Linked DNA regions of Mus musculus: all the other regions are linked to region 2. A link is a contact called in public Hi-C data. All regions are on one chromosome and are shown on one strand. The core of a region is the stretch at or near the end of the contact, and the rest is flanking DNA. Distances in the headings are between cores, read along the strand shown. Region 1 holds the start of Vps35l (VPS35 endosomal protein sorting factor like). Region 2 holds the start of Syt17 (synaptotagmin XVII). Region 3 holds the start of Gde1 (glycerophosphodiester phosphodiesterase 1).

What was found. A called contact is a pair of places that touch in the nucleus more often than the background predicts.
Region 1: a Hi-C map of embryonic fibroblasts shows a contact between it and region 2, with 2.8 times the contacts expected there. The contact joins the promoter of Vps35l here to the promoter of Syt17 in region 2. A contact is called at or near these places in 10 of 39 promoter capture datasets (the 3T3-L1 cell line, 3T3-L1-derived adipocytes, the C10 cell line and 5 more), 1 of 15 datasets of contacts at CTCF or cohesin (embryonic stem cells), 3 of 484 Hi-C or Micro-C datasets (embryonic fibroblasts and embryonic stem cells), 1 of 115 datasets of contacts at active chromatin or transcription factors (large pre-B cells) and 2 of 9 other capture datasets (adipose tissue and embryonic stem cells).
Region 3: a contact with region 2 is called in a Hi-C map of tail fibroblasts, with 8 times the contacts expected there. The contact joins the promoter of Gde1 here to the promoter of Syt17 in region 2. A contact is called at or near these places in 15 of 39 promoter capture datasets (the 3T3-L1 cell line, 3T3-L1-derived adipocytes, the C10 cell line and 10 more), 1 of 15 datasets of contacts at CTCF or cohesin (large pre-B cells), 23 of 484 Hi-C or Micro-C datasets (3T3-L1-derived adipocytes, the AML12 cell line, the C2C12 cell line and 15 more), 7 of 115 datasets of contacts at active chromatin or transcription factors (astrocytes, bone marrow-derived macrophages, craniofacial prominence and 4 more) and 2 of 9 other capture datasets (embryonic stem cells and liver).

Annotation. Positions count from the first base shown.
Region 1 is chr7:118,738,937-118,741,636 of GRCm38.p6, reverse strand. It overlaps Vps35l (VPS35 endosomal protein sorting factor like), which reads right to left and starts at 1,366. Exons shown (of 31, transcript NM_027815.4): 1 at 862-1,366. The coding sequence starts at 962.
Region 2 is chr7:118,442,136-118,444,900 of GRCm38.p6, reverse strand. Syt17 (synaptotagmin XVII) reads left to right here and starts at 1,341. Exons shown (of 8, transcript NM_138649.2): 1 at 1,341-1,555; 2 at 1,765-1,782; 3 at 2,405-2,553. The coding sequence starts at 1,553.
Region 3 is chr7:118,704,411-118,707,110 of GRCm38.p6, reverse strand. Gde1 (glycerophosphodiester phosphodiesterase 1) reads left to right here and starts at 1,373. Exons shown (of 6, transcript NM_019580.4): 1 at 1,373-1,721. The coding sequence starts at 1,461.

The DNA of each region.
Region 1 (2,700 bases), core at 117-2,616, 300 kb before region 2:
GAAGCCAACCCACGGTGTGATACGGCACCACGCTGACGTGCTGTGTCCTTAAGTGGTCACTTAAGAGTCTGCAGGGTGGAGTGAATTAAAGTGTCCGGCCAAAAAGCCAGAGGGTTGATGTTGGTTATGTTCAAGGCCTAGCGCTACAAATTTCTTTCATGCTCAAACGCAGAAATTTTGCCCCTGAGATGCAAGGTCTCCAACGTCCAACCACATTATCATCCGCTTATCCTATGTGGGTTCTTTATCGACACAAATCACCTGTGACAACCTAAAGGTCACCTCACTTCTAAGCACAAAAAGGCCCGTATGCCAGTCACTTGGGTACACACTATTCCTTCCTGCTTGGTGAGCTCGTATGCATCCTGCAAGACCCAGTTGAAGGCTCTTCTCTGCAGTCTACCCAAGCCGCCAGGGGAGTTGACTGACTGCCCCCTCTCTCCTTTGGGCGTGTCCTCTCTCTAATACGTTCTACTACGTTGAACAACGAGGTAAAGAAGCGTGTCTGGGGACCCTACATAGAGTAGGGTGAATGGTCCCACTTTACAGATGAGAAAGTCTAAGGAGCTCAAGGAACAAGCGACCAGGTCTCCCAGGTGCAGACTCCGGGCGAATTCATCCCCTTCCCCAGAACTCCCAGGCGTGCCAACGTCTCCCAAGGAGGCGGAAGCCTTGGATGGAGTCCGTCTGAGTGAAGGAGCTGCGGAACAGAGGAGAGGAGCAGAGTACTGACAGCGGTTCTGCTCTTCCGTAGTCCTGACAGCCCGGGCGGGGACGGAGGCCACCGATCCCAACAAGGAGGACTGCCCACCCCCACTGAGAGGAGCCCTCCCCGAAGCCTACTAGCGGGTTTTTCCTTACCAGGGAAAGACAGCCATCTTCCCAGTCACATGATCGCCTGTTTTCCGCGTCCAGCCCCTTTTCTCACATCCAGGGAAGCTCGGCCCCGCCCCAGACGCCATGATTGTGAAGGGCAGCTTCCGCTCTGAAGATCCCGGGCTCCGTCATCCGCCATGATTGTGAGGGGCAACTTCCTCCGGATTCCGATCCTCCGCAGTTGTATCGGGCAATGGCCCGGCAAAACCCAAGCTCCGTCATCGGCCTTGATTTTATTTTTTCTTTTTATTTTGTTAATAGAAATCCATTTACGTCTGCCTCCGAATGATGGGATTAAAGGCCTGCATCACCACGCCTTGCTTAAATCCCATTCGTATTATGTAAATATGTGCACGGAGGTCAGTGGATAACGGACAGGTGTTGGTCCTTTCTTCGCTTGGCACTAGATGCCATTACCTTCTGAGCCATCCCATTCACACACACACACACACACACACACACACACACGATGCCATTACCTTCTGAGCCATCCCATTCACACACACACACACACACACACACACACACACACACACACACACACACACACACACCGCCCCCCAGTCTTGTAAGGGGTAAGACGCCACTGGCTGCTTGGCCCGCCTGCGCCCTCTAGTGACAAAAAGGAGTGCACACACCCATCCCTGCTGAGGGCCAGACACAAGTGATTATGAAGTGAATTCTGTTTGGTGTGGGTTCTCTTCATGCTTCGTAAGGATGAACACTTTGGGCATTTTCCCCCCACTACTGACAATCTACGTCCGAATACGGGCAAGCAAGTTCTGTTCTTGACCACAGAACTTTGGCGCTCCTGTTTTAAGCCCCACCCCACCCCACCCCCATGGATAAATTATGATAGGGTGACTGCACTCAATGCACTTTGCCCACTCCCTTCTCAATAGAAACTTCTGGAGTATCTATCATTAATCACTTGTTTTTGGAAAACTGATGCTCAAAGCTGGTGAGTGTCAAACTCTAACTCAAATAAGAATGGATTAAGACTGGGAAATTAGCAGACTGTCTATTCATACCATCCTGGTTCTACTCCCAAGTGCATTTCCTTATGGAAAGAGCAGCATCCTCTTATGCGTTCTGGAAAAGGCAACGGAATATACTTTAACTAGGACTGACATTTTCAGAGTCCCAGTTTCTTCCTCTGTGAAACTGAGCTAACTGCTAAGGTGACAGGAGGTTATAAAATCCCTGTCTCCGGGGCAAACCTCAGATGCTGTAGTTAGTGAGGCAGGCAAGACAGGCTGCTCTTGGTTGGCCTTTGCTCTCAGAGCCTTTCTCTCTGTAGCGCTGACCCTGGTCTATAACAGAGCAGGGCATCTACTGTAAATGGGCATGCCACTTGCCTGGGGACTGTAAAACAGTGGCTCTGGGATAGTTGTGTGTACAATTCTAGGGGACACTGCTGTTGGTGGTTCCTTTGAAAGAATGGTAGCAGTTTGGGTGGTAAGAAGCAACTATGAGGCACTAAAGGCAGGGGACCAATTGTCCTTCGTACATTCGTCAAACCCATCCCATCTTATGTATAAAATAGATGATGGGGAACTATCATAAAACAGGCTACATTTCTGGAAAGGATAGATAACTAAAGGGTTCTTCTTACCACATGCTAAGACCATGGTTTTGTGGCATCTCTGTCAGTGTCCCTAAAGAACTGTAAAATCTGGGCTGGAGAAATGCGTTATCTGGTAAGCACTTGCTGTTCTTCCAGAAAACCCAGATTTGATTTCTAGAACCCAAACTCACAACCATCTGTATCTCCAGTCCCAGGGGATCTGATGCCCTCTTCTGGCCTACAGAGGTACATGTGGT
Region 2 (2,765 bases), core at 92-2,591:
AGTCCGAGACAGGGGGACTCAGTGGCTCACTGGCCAACCAGCCTTGTGTTGATGAGCTCCACATTCTGTCCTGGTCCAGACCCTGTGTCCAAAAAAAAAATCAGGCAGAGCAACTGAGGAAGGCACCTGACACTAACCTGTTCTCCACATACAGGTGTGCACAGTTACGTACAGGAAAATGTACGTATGCCACATGTGTACATGTGTATACACAAATACACGGGAAAAATAAACTCTCTCTCTCTCTTTTTTTTTTTAATTTTAACTTACAAAAAAAAAATCCAGTCGGGAATGACAGTATATATCTATAATCTCAGAACTTGGGAGGGTAAAGCAGGAGAATGAAGAGTTCTGGGCTCACCTGAGCCACAGGTTACCCCATCTCAGAACAGCCAGCAAGCAACCAAGCATATACGAGGTCTGTGAAGAAAACTGCAACCCATGGGCAAAGGGAGCCAGGATCATATGTTGGAGGCAGAAGGCAGCTGGAAAAAATAACACAAGGGGAAGGGCTAGAGTATTAAATCTGAGCTGGACTGGGCTATCTCCAGCCTTAGAGGGCTCGCCTTGATTTGTTTACGAGGAAGGGTGGGAGTGAGCAAGAGCCAAGAAGATGTTAACATCTGGGAAGAAACCCAGACGGTCTCCTCCTTACTGGCTCCCTGTGCACCCCAAAGCCCTGACTTGGGCTGCACCTCCCTTTCCGTCTAGGATCTGTCTTAAGCTGGTCATGAGGATTTGACACCTGCCAAGTGGGTTAATACCACCATGTTTCCTTTTAAATCATGAAATCCCGGGTCTGTAAAAAAAAAAAAAAAAAAAAAAAAAAAAAATGGCTTAGCTGGCAAAAGCGCTTGCCACAAAGTCTGATGACCTAAGTTTGATCCTTGGAACCAGGTGGAGGAGGTTAGAGGATGGTCTCCTGAGACTCATCCTCTGACCTCCACATGGTGTCGTGGATGTGTGTGAATGCACACACACACACACACCCACACACACACACACACACACACAGAGAGAGACACACAGAAGAAATGTTATAATTTTTCAAAAGAAAATAAATCCTGGGTCCATAGAGGAGTCCTTCTTGGAAGAAGAGGAGGGGGCTTAGAGCTCAGGAACCTATGGGGAGAAGATGGGGTAAGGGGTGGAACCACACCAGGGAGGGAGGATCAGCTCCTGGCTCCCTCCCAGCCCCTCCCCCATTTGTGGGTGGTCGAAGGATGCTCTCTACCAGCAGGATTGGAGCAGGATTGGAAGGTAGGGCCCTGGCAGGGGCGGGGGAGTCAGCCTGTCAGTTTAGCTAATCAGGCCCTCTTGGGTTGGCTTCTGGCTATTTCAGTCTGAGAAGGTTTTCGAGTCCCCCAAAGTGTGGCTGTGTGCTGAGTAGCATGACGAGCTATCTACCCGCTCTGATTCATAACAGCACACGGTGCACATCAAATGGAAACGCTCACAGTTCCCGTTTATTCGCTGTTAGTTAACCAAGAGGCTCCCAGCAGCCCTGCAAACATAGCCATACCTTGGTAGTAAAGTCAGCTCCCTCCCCAAAATGGTGAGTGCGAAGGAAGACGCGGGCTGCTTTCTGTTGTTTTTGTCTTGCTGTTCTTTGAGTTGCTGGAATATTGCTAAACTGGTCTCTCTCTCTCTCTCTCTCTCTCTCTCTCTCTCTCTCTCTCTCTCTCTCTCTCTCTCTCCCTCTCTCTCTCTCTCTCTCTCCCACCCGCCCAACCCTGGCTTCACCGTGGCTCTCTAAAAGGGCAGTTGGAACCACTGAACGAGGTGGGTTAATTCAATCATCTGTTTGGTCTGGATTCTAATCAAATGCTTGCCTTTCCGTTTGGAGTCTGGTGTGGGGCTGGGGCATGATTGAGTACTGAGTCACAGGGTATTAAGAAGGGTACAGTTTCTATTCCCTTCTACCAAAAGGGAGACCCTGACAAAAGGGGCATTGCTGGACAGACAGCGTGTGTGTCCCAACTCAACCGGTCTCCCCCAGTTTAGTTGCATGTCCCTGGGGCTATTTTTCCTGAAGTATCTTTTTCTCTTTTGCCAGGAGAGAACCCTATGCATTGTGTGTTTGAGAACATATTGTCTGGCCCTCTCTATGTTGTGATAACCACCCACCTGTCAAGAAAGGCACACACATACACTACCAAGGCAAACACCTGCAAGCGCTCGGCTTGCTCCAAGTATCTGCAGCCACTTCTGTTTGCTGTCCCGTATGCCACAGTGCATAAATAAGAGAGAAAAAAAATTTTTTTTTCTTCTACCAGCAATTCTGCTCTGGGAATTTTCATTTATCTGGGAATTTATTTATCATGGGTGGGGCAATCCCAGATGGGCTGTTTATAATTTGGGGTGTTCTCTCTCTCTCTCTGCCCCCCCCCCGCAATGGCCCCAGGGCTTGCTTTCTAGAATCTCTGACGTGCTGCTGTGCGGCTGGACTTGCCAACACTGCTGTCAGAGGTGCTATGAGTCCAGCTGCTGCCAGTCCAGTGAAGATGAAGTGGAGATCTTGGGGCCTTTCCCTGCCCAGACTCCTCCATGGCTGTGAGTACCCCGCTTGGGAGTTTACCTCCCAGCAGCCTCTCCCCTGGAGGGTGGGCAGGGTGGGGGATACACTGAGTTTCCATGGACATAACCAAGAAGGGCCTCTTTATGCCCCCTCATTTGTGGGCAAGCTGGTGCGACCAGCTGGTGGTGAGGCTCCTGCTCACACCAAGCTTCTGAGATGCTAGCCGGGTGATGCTAATCTTGGGGAC
Region 3 (2,700 bases), core at 124-2,623, 260 kb before region 2:
TTAATAAAATGTTATATACCATGCCCACAGTGGCCAGAGAAGGGTGTTAGAGCCTCTGGAATTAAATGAGTTACCATATGTAGGCTGGGGATTGAACTCAGTTCCTCTGGAAGAGCAGCCAGTACTCCCAATCATTGAGTCAGCTCTCCAGCCCAATAAATGAGATTTAAGGTGGCTTTCTGGGCACACTGAGAAGAGCCACAATCCTTAAGATAAAACCATGATTCACAAAGGTCCCACAAGGAGGTGAACGCATCTTTACTGTCAACGAGATTCCTAGCAAATTGCAGGCTTGCAGATGGAAAAGGAGAAAAGCCATATATTAGACCTTTAGATTTGTTGCTATTTGAACATTCTAACTTGAAGCATCTCCATATAAAAGGAATGTGGGCTACCCATGCAGGAATTCTTGATGCTTAAAGTCAAGAGGCTTTAACCACACTTCTAGTAAGAGCTCTTTTTCCTTCCCACGGTCCCTTAATTTTCCTTGTCTTGTTATCGTGCTCAATACTACTTCCCGCAAGGGGAAGGTACTTTCACTAAATGCAGACATGTGTCCTGGTGGAAACAGCCCTTGCAAGAATGAAGATATTCCAAAGAGACATTTGTAAGTCACCCTTCTTGATATTATTTTGAGGCATGGACCGCAGGAAATTGGAATTTCCTTAGGAGTCTGATTTTGAGAGAAGGAAAGGGCTTAGAGCCTGTGTCCAGCCTGGAAAAAAATGTATCTTTTCTGTAAGTTCAAAGGGTTCTGAAGGTCCCGGACCTTTCTGAACAGACTGGAACTAAGTGGTCAATGATGGGCGGGGCTTCTTAGCCAAGCATGCCTCTTGCCCTCTATTTAAACCTAAACCTCCCGTCAGAACCCTGAAAACGGACTTGTGGGTGTGCTTTACTAGATTTCTTCCCGGTGTGTCCATTTCTCTGCTTTTTACTTTTTTTTTTGTTTGGTTCATGGAGCGTAACTTATTACAGCTCCAGGGTAAGCCTGGCTCATTACAGGCCCTGTCTCTGACCCAGAAGAACTCTGGAAACACTACTGGCACATTTTGAATAAGCAGGTTAAACATCCTGTTCCTTTTAAAGTCAAAGCCTTTAGTTTCCTCGAGGTCAGATACAAGGTCACTAAGAAACTTTGACCGTGTCACCCTCCTTCCACTAAGTCTGAAGGACAGGGTCTAAGTCTTGTCCTCACTTTACATAACCCGAAGCGCCCTTGGAACCCAGGCCTGGGGCAAGGGCCTGCTCCTGTTGCCATGACAGCGGTTCCGGCCCCCCAACGCCGAAGCTCCGGGACTCTGATTGGCTGGAGGGCGGGCTCTTTCTCGAGATGGGTCCGTCGGCGCCATTGTGCAGCGCTGCTCCCAGCGGAGGGTTCCGGCTGTGGCCAGTACCTCGGCGTCTACGCGTCGCCCGGCAGGTCCGGGGCTCCGGTCCGTGCCGGTGCAGGCGCCGGCATGTGGCTGTGGGAGGACCAGGGCGGCCTCCTGGGCCCCTTCTCCTTCGTGCTGGTGCTGCTGCTGGTGGTGACACGCAGCCCCTTCAACGCCTGCGTGCTCACCGGCAGCCTCTACATCCTGCTGCGGTTCTTCAGCTTCGAGCCGGTGCCGTCCCGCCGGGCCCTGCAGGTGCTCAAGCCCCGTGACCGCGTGTCCGCCATCGCCCATCGCGGCGGCAGCCACGACGCGCCCGAGAACACGCTGGCGGCCATCCGGCAGGTGAGCCCCGCGCACGCCTCGGGCCTGCTCCGCCGCTGACATCTCTTCTTCTCCTCCCGGCTCCGCATCCCTCCCCACTTCAGCTATTTCTAGAATTCCGCGGGTAATTGTAAGACTTGGTATGTGCCAGACGCTGGGATGGCAGCCAGGCACGACTCCTTTGACAGGGCTTTCATCTGGGTTGGGAGAGATAACATATGAGGCTACTTTAGGGTGGGGCAGTGCATTATGTAGCAGTAGTTTTCTATGAACTAGATATTTGTGAACTGTGAACTAGAATTACAAGGTTGGAATCAGTGGGAAGTGTTCCAGGATGCCGATGGCAAGTGCAAAGGGCCTGAGGTGAGGTTTATGTTGGAGTGGTAAGGTAGCAACACAACACAACAGGCTTATATGTGGTGCTGGCTTCGAGGAGCAGAACAAACTCTAGTGTATGGATGAATTAAGATATGAACTAGGTCAAATGGGTTCTTGTTAGTAAATGGGATTTCTCTCTTTTTTTCGAGACAGGGTTTCTCTGTAGTCCACTCCTTGAACTTATCAGACTGGCCTCAACTCAGATCCACCTGCCTGGTGGGGTTAAAGTGCTGGGACTAAAGACACCCACCACCACCAACTAGCAAGATATTCTTAATCACCCTTATCACAGGGTGTATTTCTGTCCTCTGTATTACTTGGATATTATCTTTATGGCCTCTTTCCAAATACACCTTCATCATAGTCGTCAACCCTGGCAGCCAGACTCCTCTGTCAATATTTGCTTCCCCTTTCCATAAGGCACCCAGGAGAATTTTAATAGCCCTTTGCCCTTGGAAGCCTTCTGTTTTCAGATTAATGTCAGCTTGTATGGCAAGAGCATTTCAGTGGATTATGGACTTCAGTGCACTACAGTCAGCCTTCATACGTGTTGGCCTTGCATCTGTGGGTTTAATTGTAGATCAAAAAAATAGCATGAAAGAAGTATGTGGAGTGACGTCAC